Linked DNA regions of Mus musculus: region 1 is linked to region 2. The links are chromatin contacts, called in public HiChIP or PLAC-seq maps. All regions are on one chromosome and are shown on one strand. Each heading gives the region's core, a stretch centred on a gene start, on an enhancer-like site or on the middle of the called end of the contact. The rest is flanking DNA. Distances are from core to core; before and after follow the strand shown.

What was found. HiChIP or PLAC-seq counts read pairs in DNA pulled down with a chosen protein or histone mark.
Region 1: a FOXA1 HiChIP or PLAC-seq map of pancreatic cancer cells shows a contact between it and region 2. The contact joins two enhancer-like sites. A contact is called at or near these places in 2 of 39 promoter capture datasets (the 3T3-L1 cell line and liver) and 1 of 115 datasets of contacts at active chromatin or transcription factors (pancreatic cancer cells).

The regions. Positions count from the first base shown.
Region 1 is chr5:89,136,390-89,142,477 of GRCm38.p6, reverse strand. The region is part of intron 13 of Slc4a4 (solute carrier family 4 (anion exchanger), member 4); the gene reads right to left. Among named protein-coding and RNA genes, the nearest start is that of Gm35855, 86 kb to the left of the region's middle. Within about 2 kb of position 2,222, at least 20 of the 459 cell types and tissues checked have an H3K27ac peak or open chromatin away from gene starts, as enhancers often do. A contact at or near this core is called in pancreatic cancer cells, where this site is marked.
Region 2 is chr5:88,686,120-88,692,541 of GRCm38.p6, reverse strand. No RefSeq gene overlaps it. Among named protein-coding and RNA genes, the nearest start is that of Grsf1, 13 kb to the right of the region's middle. Within about 2 kb of position 4,346, at least 57 of the 459 cell types and tissues checked have an H3K27ac peak or open chromatin away from gene starts, as enhancers often do. A contact at or near this core is called in pancreatic cancer cells, where this site is marked.

The sequences.
Region 1 (6,088 bases), core at 973-3,472, 450 kb before region 2:
TGCCCTCCAGCATCTATGTGTGGGGATCAGCAGCTCTTGAGATCTCAACTGCAGCTCTCAACACTCTCAAGACACACACTTTAGCCACCGAGACATCTTCTTAGCCTGTGAAACATGTTTTGAAAGCTAACAGTTCCTTTCTAGACCCTTGTAAGCAAGATGGATTTCTTCCTCTGTCACTAAACAGGCTTGCTTTCTTGGGCTGACCAAAATATCTGCTTCGCATGTGGAAGCTACAATATGCTGCTATATGGGTTAATAAGTTTTTGTGTTTCCTACTTCTAAAGGAAAAGCATTTCAGTGCCAAAGAGCAACAGTCAGACAGCCCAATATTATTGTCTATTTCTCAGTAAATTATCAGTTCATGCCAATCCCACTGCTGCAAGCTATACATGACAGGCAGTGCAAAGAAGCACCTTTCTCACCGACACAGAAAGGACACTTTTCCAACTTGAGCAGATTGGTGAAAATCTCTCAGCACAGCAGAATGTTAAAATAAAGCCTCAAATTTGGAGATGCCAGCTAAAAATGTTCCTTATTATGAGACAAGTTCTCTTAAAATGTGCTCTGTTAGGCTCCATAAATATCACGAATTTCACAGAATGCTAAAAATCTTACTGCACTCTTTTGCTGAAAGGTTTGTGAAAATAGGATTATATTTACTCCTGAAAAAAAACTTAAGATGGCTTTCTTCACTCTAGACTATGCTTAGTCATTCACAATCAAAAGTACACTTCCATTAAAATATGTTCTCTGTATGCTAGAGAAGAACAATTCTTAAATAACACAGGGCCTGCCACCAAGCCTCCTCGAAGATTCCTTACTCTAACACCCTCCTCAAAATTTAAGTTATTACTCATTGTGTTAGCAAAGAAGTATTTTCTTTATAGGACTACCAACTGAGCCTAGGGCTTTCTCCAATGTTAATCAAGTGCTCTACCACTGAACTATTCCTTCAACTCTTCGTTTACTTTTATATTAAGGTAGAGTCTTATTAAGTTGCTCAGGCTGTCCTTGAACTTGAAATCCTCCTGCCTCAGCCTCCTGAGTAGCTAGAATCACATCCCTGTGCCATCAGGCCCAACTCCATATAATAGCTCTGAAAATGAAAAATGCTTAACTGTAATAAATAGTGGACTGTATATATATATTAAAGATAAATTTTAAGTATCTAAATAAGCAGAAAAATATACTTGTTTGGTAACCAAGAATGTAAATATGATATCAGCATGAATGGTGTCATGGTTTAATTATGGAGGGGATAAGATTTCAGAACAGTGAGGCCGAAAACCATTTCCTTACTATATGGCAAGGAAAGTCGAGAATCAACTGGATGGGATTTACCCAGAGGGATAAGTGATGCACCATTCTCAAACGTGAGGAACTGATGGTCCTCTATACTCTAATAAAGAGAAATGGGCACAAGTTGAGGTTGGGTGCTACAGGAATGTAAGGTTGATGCTTGGCAACATAGTTCAGTTGCTCCAAGAAACCCAAGCTAAATTATAATGCCTACACTTATCTATATACAAAATTTGTACATGTCCTCTTGGTAAGCCCCAGCATCTTCTAAGAGTTTCCTGGTTGACAAAATATATCTGCTAACATTGGGGAAGACACAGAGTTATTTGTGCTGGCATTACAATTTTATCAAACTGTCAGCAACTATAGCCTCGGCTGCTTTATTCTGAACACAGTTCTATGAGAAATGGTCTTTGCCACTTCAAGATGACTTGTTTCCACAAATGCATGCACACAGAAAAGCACAATCATACATACAAGCTTATAAATAGATAAGATACATTTATATTTCATAAAAGATGTTATAGAGATGATATATGATGGTAGCTAGATGATAGATAGATAGATAGATAGATAGATAGATGATAGATAGATAGATAGATAGATGATAGATAGATAGATAGATAGATAGATGATAGATAGATAGATAGATAGATAGATAGATAGATAGATAGATAGATAGATGATGGATGGATAGATGATAGATAGATAGATAGATAGATAGATAGATAGATAGATAGATAGATAGATAGATAGATAGATAGATAGATACCATGCCCTAAAATTAATGCTTGAAAGCAAATTCTTGTCTTCAAGCAGGCCAGTCCTCTTGAACAGAAGCTGGCAGGAGCATACGCTTAGACAACAGTCACACAGTGAGTCATCTGTGTTTGCACAACATGCTTCTCCCCAGCACCCATGTCTATTTGTAGCCTGACAATAAAGGCCCTAGCCAAACCATCTCTGAGCAGTCAGCCTTTAGAAGCAAGGATGTTATTCTCAGTTGACTCATTGAGCTGCTTGTGTTATGGCGACTAACCTGTTGCCTTATTTGTGAAGGATGGGATATAACTGCAGACACTCAAGTTTGCCCAGTGCTTTCTGGAATACGCGTTTAGAAAAGTAATTGGAGGTATTACATACCATACTAGTACTTTGTAGGGACTCAAAAAAAATGTTGCTTCTGTAAGTAGTCTAAATATAAATCCCACCACCCTAGGGTTCTTAGCCACTTGACTCACCTCTCTCTACCTCCAGCACATAAAACTCTGTCTAATACATGGTAGGTACTCCATAAACATTTGCAAAGGCATAAATTAATGTCTGTCATATACCTATAAAAATGACCTGAGATGTATCATCAAATCCACAAAATATGTTGTTGTCCCAATGACAAGTCAAAGAGGCTCCTGCCTAAGGGATAAACATTCATAAGGTAAGGTGCAATACATGAGATAGTTTCCACATGTCAAATCAGCTCACTCTCTAGTTCTTAAAACACACTCACACAAAAACTATTTATTAATGTTCCACTCATTTTCTATGCTTTCTTTTCAGTGTTTCTGCTACACACTTTGACTCCTGCAAGCCTTCTAGGAGAAGGACTTTGCCAGTGTAGCTTTTAAGGAGGAAAAGCTTCATTATGCAAGGGAAGTGAAGTATGTTTCAGTAATTTCACTCACAAAAAAACTTTAAAATTCTACCTATATTAAGTTTCAACAGAATTATCAATGATGATTATAAAATAATAACAAAGTATGTCTAAAAATATCCTCATGTGTCTGTATGACTTTGAGTCATCAACTGTCCAGCCTAATATTCAGGAGCACTGTTTAACAGACTGAAGCTCTAACCCCTTCATACATCTCCTGGAATCTTCAGAACTAGAACATAGCCAGGAATTACCCAGACAATATACAGTGGGGAAAAATTCCCATCGTACCTATTTATGTTATACAACAAAGTCTACAACCCCAGGGACTCATTCAAATAGAAACCGATTCATACAAATGTTACCAAAACAAACTTGTCCAAACTTCTCCTCTGTTCTTAGATGCTACATTCTAAAGCTAAATCTGGGATGGAGATTTGGCTAAGTCCTAGAGCACTTGCCCAGTGTACTGGATAGGTTTTTTAATCAACTTCACACAAGCAAAGTCATCTGAGAGGAGGAAACTTCAATTAAGAAAATGCCACCATAAGACCTGACTGTAGGCAAACCTGTAGGACCTTTTTTAAATTAGTGATTGATGGGGGAGGTCCCATCTATTGTGGTAGTACAACCCCTGGGCTAGTGGTCCTGGGTTCTATGAGCAAGCCAACAGTAGCAAGCCAGTAACCAGCACTATGTCATGGCCACTATATCAGCTCCTGTCATCAGGTTCCTGCCTTGTTTGAGTTCCTGTCATCTTCCTTTGGTGATGATCAGTAATGTGGAAGTGTAAGCCACATAAACCCTTTCCTCCTTGCACTTCTTTAGTCATGTTATTTCATCACAGAAATAGAAACCTTAACTAAGATACCCAGCATGTTGAAGGCCCTGAGTCACACTATACACACATTACACACATTCTCTCTCTCTCTCTCTCTCTCTCTCTCTCTCTCTCTCTCTCTCAAAGTCCATACAACTAAATCTGACAAATGGTAAAGATTATATTTCAAAGAGGCATTAAATGCACACCTAGGAAGATTACACTGCCACTGTTTCCACGAGAAGAATATCCACAAACAGAAATTAGTTTAGTTTAGATGTCTCTGCATGAGCACACCTCTGTATCTCCTAACAAAAGTTGGTTTTGTTGGTTTTTTCTTTAATCATCTGCTCCAAATCAGACAGCGCATCCCTCGAACATCATCAAACAAGCCTCTGTATTTGGTGGACAGTAATCAACATAGAGACTCACAATAGGTCAAAGGTGTCTAAGGAGTGCTCAGTCATTAACACTGCATCAATGCACAACCTTTCCCCCCAAAACAGCTTGAGCATCATCCAGGAGAGGAAGAAAAACTCTCAGCCAGAGGTTGAAGAACTGGAGTGAAACAGAGTCCTCTGAAAACCAGAGGACGGCTGGACTCTTGAACCCACAGCAGCTGTGGTTGCCTGCTCAATGCTTGCATTAGATCAAGCCATTCAGCAGGCTATCATGGAGACAGGCTGGCTCAAGAGGCTCCATCTGAGGAGTTATTGACAGGGGATGGCTTCTGGGGTAAGAAGAATCAGTTAAGTTTAAGGAAGTGGCCAACCATGCTTCAGTGGGTGGCCCGCACCTTTGGGTATATGGTCAGTACAAACTGGATTTACAAAGTTATTTTCAAAAAGATGTCATGGAGTTGGGAGGTTGCAGGTGGATAGCAGCAGCGAATCTGGGAGAAGCTGAGAGGAGGAAGGGATACATACAATTGAAATACAGTGTAAGCACTTTTGAAATTCTCAAGAATAAGCATGATTAAAAGCAAAGGAAAAAAGAAAGTAAATACAACAATCTGATAGGTGTTCAATAATGAAAGATTTATTTATGTAACAAAGCTTTTAATAAACAGAAAAAGCCCCTACAAATACATTCTTTAAATGCCATAGATGTCTTTGATTTCCTTAGCACACATGGCTGCAAGTGCTAGCTTTATGCGGGGCCTCAAGGTGTTTCCTCGATGGTTTTGTTTCCAGCTGGTTTCCTAAATGATCTAACTTAGTGAGCATCCTGTTGTAACCTGGATGAGGGACTGCTGCAGCGCTGGAATCTAGGCCAGTGTTTATAAAAACTGTATTACTGTTACAGTTTAACCTTGCCTTATGAATGAGGACATCCACTGCAGGGGTGGCAACAAAACACATTTGGTCTCTGCAAACCATGCCCAGGGGTGTCATGGAGATTCATGGTCTTTGATCAGCAAAATGCTAATCAATGGTAATATTTAAGAGCTAAAAGCTCTCACGGAGAGTTTGAATTTTCAGTGCATCTGTGAAAGTCAGAAAACGAAGCAATGATAGGTCTACAACCACATGATATAAAAAAAAATAAATGGTGGTCACCTCTTTTCCTGAAGCCTCAGCTTTTAAGGGTGGCCATACTGTGAGGAAGCCCAAGCTAGTCTTGTGGAGATGCCACGAGGAGTGTCCCTAGAACTCAGCTGTTCCAGTCACTCAGGCCTAGGCACTATGTGAGTGGAAACCGTTAGACAACTTCAAGCTCAGGTGGCATCACACTGTAATGTGTAGGAGGAACCAAAGAAAAAAATCACTCAGCTGAGTCCAAAACTGCCACATGCATGAAGGGCAGCTTCATATAATGGACAGGCACACTCATATGACTGTGAAACTTATCCCTTAGTACCTGGTGCCACGAAAAATGTTACTCTATCTTATCTTTGCGTTTAGAAAGGAACTGAGAGCATAGATGGATAACTAGAGGCAAAGTAGGAATGTAACAGAGGTCATTTGGGGGAATTAGCTGCGTTCACAAACTAAGATGCTGGCTGGTAGGCTGTGTGAATACCTCATGGGTTGGACACTGATGGGACGTGAGTGGAAAGGGCAGAGTTCGAAAGGGCTTAAACTCACATTCAGCTCCACTCACTGTGTATTCAGTACCTACTGTTTCTAATGCCATGATCAACTTTAAGTCATTTCCACAGGTTGTTCTAATTGATCTGGGGTGGGGTGGGGTGGGAGTGGGGGGAGCATATGACATCTTTTCTATTATGAAAATCATGGCTATTATTGATGTGAAAGGATGGCAAACACCACCTCCCCAGTAACCAACCAACTGTGGTTGTGATTAACACTAGA
Region 2 (6,422 bases), core at 3,097-5,596:
TGTGCCAGTTGGATAGACAACAGAGATGCTCCTGAGTAAACCCTTTCTCCTTTAAGTTGCCTTGGTCATGGTATTTTATCACAGAAACAGAAAAATACCTGATAACCTCCCTATCCACTGCCTCTGACTTTCTTCTTACTCCCTGTTCCATGATGGTCCCTGAGTCTCAGGGGCGGGGTTGATAAACAGTGTCCTGTCTAATAAGATAAATTACAAAAAAAAATTATTGGTATGTGGTTTAATGTTATACGATGCTATTTTTTCCCCCACTTAGAGCCAGATTCTTCAATACTAAGATACCCGGGATGAGATGGATTCTATGTGAGCTAAACAGTCTTAGGTACAATCTCTGGATCTGCTACTTACTAGGTTAAATGTCAGATGTGGTTAGATTTTCTTATCATAAAGCCGAGACAATATCATCTGAGTTACAGTGTTGTGGTGGGAATTAAACGAGAATTAGAGTATTGGCAGAAATTCCATGTAGATCATAAAAAAATATTTTCTTTTATTTTCTGAAGACTCTGCAGTCTTTTCCCAATCTTGGCCCATGTTTGCACCTGCTTCCGTGATTATATAAACTCTCTTTGAGCAGCTGTGGCCAAACAGCCACAGTTGACCGGAGGATATCATAGGGAACAAAGGGCTACATTCAGTCCTGTCCAGGGTCCTCCCAGGAAGACCAGCCTTTGGCCTCAAGAGAGATACACATGATCCAGGGAAAACTTAGGCAAATAATAAGAAACGTTACAGGGGTATCCACTACTTCCTGATTGGATTTATGGCCAAAAACATAAGAGACACATACCTGGTACTGTGTGGTACTGTGAACCTGACCAAGACTTGGGGAGGGAAAGTTAGATTGTGGCCCTTGGGAGGTAAACCGTTCTTCCACAGATGGCCCCACAGCCACGAGTATATGGGCAGTGCAAATTGGGTCAAGTGAATTATTAAATCAGAGAGGAAAAAAATAAGTCACAAAATTAGGAGGCAGTGAGGAGGTGACTAGTGGGTCTTGGGGGAGTTGGGAAGAATGCTGGAGGATGAATATGATCTAAATGTATTTTATAATTTCTCAAGGAGTTAATAAGCAGGTTGTGTTTTAAAAAGAAAAAAAAAAGCTGCTGGAGAGGTGGCTCCGCTTTTAAGAGCACTTGCTGCTCTTCCAGAGGCCACACCCTCTAAAAGTGCCATTCCCTGGGCTGAGCATATACAAACCATCACCCCCTCCATTGACTTGTTCTTTCCTGGGCCCTGGCTGGGATGCAAAAGCAAACCAAGCTTGGACACAGAGACGAGAACTGTATGTTAAATATGGTGAAACCTTCTTACCAGTCCAGAACTGTGTATCTCTAGCCTATTCAGTGAAATGTCTCTCCTGTTTAAGTCAATGTATTTTTAAAGAGATCTTGTTACGACACGTTTACACTGTAAAATAATTAACACATACACAAAGTGTTAAGAGCGAATCCAAAGGATCAGGTGATTTTTCTCTGTCTTGTTTGCTTTTTCCAAGAGCTCTTGTTTACATATGAAGATCTATGATATCTGAGATCTTCCAGGTCAGAGTTCACACCTCGTCACAGAGGCTCACAGAAGCAGCCACCAGTCAAAGGGCATCCAGCCTAATTTCTGAAAAGTGCTCAAAACATTTCATTAATTTTGAAACTTGGACTGACCGCATGCATACGTCATCTTGGAGGGTCAGAGACGAGACTCCAGTTTCCCAAAGATCCCTGGTGCATTGATGGTTTGGTGGTGAGCATAGCTGCCTTCCAAAGATCCCCGGCAAAGAGAGAGAGCACCACCCAAAGAAAAATGTCTGCCCTGTTACTCATTCCTTCACTTTCCTCCTGCAGGCCAGTGTCTGGAAATTAAATCGAAAGTCACTATCTTTGAAGAAATAACAGAAAATCTGAGTACCTGCCACTGTGTCCCCAATGCCTGTTCCCACTCCCTTTTTCTTTGCTGTGTGGCTGCTGAGTGGCTATTTTTAAATTTCTGCTAGGGATTTAGTTTTGTCTAGACTTGAATGGAAGCTAGTGTCTGCGTTGCAGTAACATTGGTGTGCTTCACCAGGACAGTGAATGCTTTGTGCAAACTCTCTCAACTTCTCCAACTATGCCATTCCCTTTTTTCTTTCTTTCTGTCTTTCTCTCTTTCTTTTTTAGATTTATTTATTTTTTGTATATGAGTACACTGTAGCTGTCTTCACACACACCAGAAGAGGGTATCAGATCCCCTTACAGATAGTTGTGAGTCACCATGTGGTTGCTGGGAATTGAACTCAGGACCTCTGGAAGAGCAGCCAGTGCTCCTAACTGCTGACCCATCTCTCCAGCCCTATGCCATTCTCTTAAGAAGAAAAGCTAGGGGCTGGAGAGATGGCTTGGTATTTAAGAACAAGGACTAGGTGCTCTTCCAACGGACTGGGGTGTGATTTCCAGCTCCCATATGGTAACTCAAACTGTCTATAATTCCAGTTCCAGGATCCAACATCCTCACCCAGGCATACATGTAGGCAAAGCACCAATCCACATAAAAAATAAAATGAAAACATTTAAAAAGGAGAAAAGTTAAAGTGCTATTTCTTTCATGCATTTAAGTAGAAACAAATTTCATTTCACACCTCATACTAGATGTTGGCTCACATCGCACTAACTTTCTAGTCATCTTTGGGTTGACTTACTAAGATGTCTTGGAAAGCTAAACAGATACAGTTTTATAGGCTAGAGAGATGGCTCAGAGGTTAAGAGCTCTTCCAGAGGTCCTAAATTCAATTCCAAGCAACCACATTGTGGCTCATTACCATCTGTAAGGGGATCTGGTGCCCTCTTCTGGTTCATAGGCATACATGCAAGCAAAACACTGTATACATAATAAATAAATAAATAAATAAATAAATAAATAAATCTCTTTTTAAAAAGATCCAATTTTAGGTAGCAAATCCTGATTATACTCAACTAGGTTAGTTACCTAGGTTAGTTAGCAAAACCTGTGGGCTGGGGAGCTGGCTCAGTTGTCAGGAGAAACTATTACCCTTGCTCAGTACTTGAGTTCAGTTCCCAGCACCCGCCTCAAGTGGCTCACAACCACTTGCAACTCCAGTCCAGGAGATCCCATGCCCTTTTCTAGATTCCCTAGGAACCTGCACTCACACATGCACGGACACATACATGTACCCATAATTAAAAACAAAATAAAGCTTGGGCAGGTGCTGATGACATAGAGTCTTAGCTGTAACCAAACTTCAAAATCCCCACTTTCAAAGTCTCTTCTAAAACCCTAGGCAAAATCGAGCCCACAATACCCTGTGAAAACGGGAAACAAGCTACCTACCGCAGTCCACAATGGCACAGAGTAAACATGGGAACGTTCAAAGGGAGGAACAGAAGCTAAGCAGTAGAAGACTAGGCCACAGTGAGATCTAACCAGCAGGGCAAACACTGAATTCCGAAGTTCCATATCTTGCAGCAGAAGTGCGTGACGTCATCCTGTGTGTTTAATGGACCTGGTGCATGACGACGTCATCCCGTGTGCGGTTAATGGACTTGCCCCGCCCTTGCCTGCGGCTCTGCTGCCTGTAGTACTTAGATCCCCTCCTACTTGGTGTCTGGATCGTTTCTTGGCTCACGCTCTCTTCAGCACTCCCTTACAAGTTAGGCCTCACTTTGCAGTTTTACACAGAGGCTGACCAGGGAAAGAGTCCTTCAAGGGAATCTTTGACTCTGATACAGACAGACTTGCCTCTTCGGTTTTTCGTAAAAATCTTATTGAAAGCGTCAAAGATCCTGTCTCTTTCAAAACCACTACCTAGTAGATAAAGCCAGGTTCTGGGGCAGACCTGGGGTTGAGTTGGTAGCTCTGTAACTGTCTCCCAGTGCTGACATAGTTGAACCAGGATAATCTTTTTTCTTAGGTGGCAAGCATATCACTCCTGTGAGCTCTTTGTTTAGAGAAAGTTTTTGGTTTTGTTTTCAAATGAGTTTGTCTCTTTACAACTTCATGCCTTCAGTGCATGGGGTCTCATCTTCCAGGTTACCCTTTCCATTTGTGCTAAGGCTTTAAACTCCTTAAGGTCCTTTTATCAAGGGGGGCAGGTTGCTTGTTCCTCTGGGGCCATCTCCTGGGAGGTCGGGTGAACATGTTTGGTTTTAGGGACGCCCATGATGGAACAAGAAAGGATTTATCTGATGGTGGTTTCCTATTGGCCACGGATTTTTGCCATGAGCAATACTGTAGTTCCAGGTTTCAAACACATGGGCACCCACCATCTCATTGTCCCAGGAAAGGTCTGGACTTGAGACACATTACAAAGCGCATGCGTAAAATGAACCTCTGGAGGGTGGGACCCTCATGAGACAGTGCTGATGTAGGCGCTGACTCACTATTTTCTGTGAGCTGACTCACTATGTAGGCTGCTCACTATTTTCTGTGGGCTTTCCCAAGTTCTGTTCTGGGTGAGAACAAGTGAGCAAAGACCACGTCGAAGTAGTGAAGGGGTGGTATTTTCACACTCTTTAAAGCTAGGTTGCTGGGCTGGAGAGAGATGGCTCAGTGGTTAGAGCACTGGCTGCTCTTCCGGAGGTCCTGAGTTCAATTCCCTGCAACCACATGGTGGCTCACAACCATCTGTAATGAGACCTGATGCCCTCTTCTGTCATGCAGGCATACATGCAAATAGAGCACTCATATATGTAAGTGAATAAATCTTTTTTAAAAATCTAGATTGCTTGCCTTCCACTTTCAGTATTCTTTCCTGACATGGAGTTATGAAAGAGACCAAATATTCTACAAGATATACGGACTCAGAATTTGTCCAGTGGCGTCTTCATGAAGTCAGTCAGCTTGCTTTTCTACCTTCATGTGGTTCCCGTAAACCAGCAGTTCAGTATAAAGGCTTATAGACTGGGGGCCAGGGGGAAGGCTCAGCAGACAAAGGCACTTGTCCCCAAGCCTGGTGACCTGAGTTCAATCTCCAGGACAAGCACAGTGGAAGGAGAGAAGGAACTCCTGTAGATTGCTTTTTAATGTCGCACACAATAAACAAATGCAAAGATGATTAAACGGTTGCACTGGTTCAGGATACACAGTCTGCCCAGAATACCACTGATGCTGTAAAATACCTTGTGTAAAGTAGGAAGCAGACTATCTTGGTCTATTAGTGATGACACACTTGGGGACTGGACTTTGTAATCTTGACCATAACGTATAAATATATACCATAGCTTTGTTGTTGTTTTTGAAACAGGGTTTCTCTGTGTTAGCCCTTGCTGTCCAAGAACTGTCTCTGTAGACCAGGCTGGCTTCAAACTCAAAAATCCACCTGCCTCTGTCACCTGAGTGTTGGAATTAAAGGTGTGTGCCACCACCACCTGGCCATACATCATGCTTTTACATGAAGTATGAAAAAGAATGAATATTCAGGGGGGCTGGTGAGATGGCTCAGTGGTTAAGAGCGCCAACTGCTCTTCTGAAGGTCCCGAGTTCAAATCCCAGCAACCACATGGTGGTTCACAACCATCCGTAACGAAATCTGATGCCCTCTTCTGGGGTATCTGAGGACAGCTACAGTGTACTTACATATAATAAATCTTTTTTTAAAAAAAGAATGAATATTCATAGTAGGAAGTGCTGAAGTGCTGCATAGCTGACTTTGAAGACCTAAATAAGTCTCAGTGACTAAAAGAAACTACATGACATATACAAGTCACTGGCTAGTTGGGATATTGGGGTTAATGACAATAATATGACTTGATCATTTTCTTGAATTCATATCTGAACTCTTACATGAAACGTTTTATAAATTGTATAATGTCAACTATTCAGATGGTGATAGTATTTTTTATAAGCAACATATTAGCATATTCTGCAGTCATTGAATTATTAACAAGCATTTAATATTTAATTAAAAATTTATTTGATGGACATGGTGGCTCACACCTTTAATGTCAGCATGCAGGAGGCATATCTCTGTGAGTTTTGGGACAGCTTAATCTGTATAGTGAACTCCAGGTCATCCAGAGGTACATGTGAAACCCTGTCTCCAAGCAAAACAGCTATAAATAAATAAATACATACATACATACATATTTTACGGTTATATGAATGGGTATTTTGCCTGCTTTTGTATGCCTGTATACCATGTGTGTGCCTGGTGACCTTGGAGGTCAGAAGCAAAACTGGGTCCTCTAGAACTGAAGTTATAGACAGTTGTGAGCCATTGTGTGGGTGCTGGGAATTGAACTCAGGGGCTCTACATGAGCAGCCATTGCTCTTATCTATGGAGCCATCTCTCCAATTCTAAAAGTCTTTTACTTTATTCACTTAAATTTTACTTTCATTCCTCAAAATCACCTTGAGTTGCCCCAGGCAACAGGTTCAAAGCCGCTTCCTAACCCTCTGACTTGTTTACGCACATT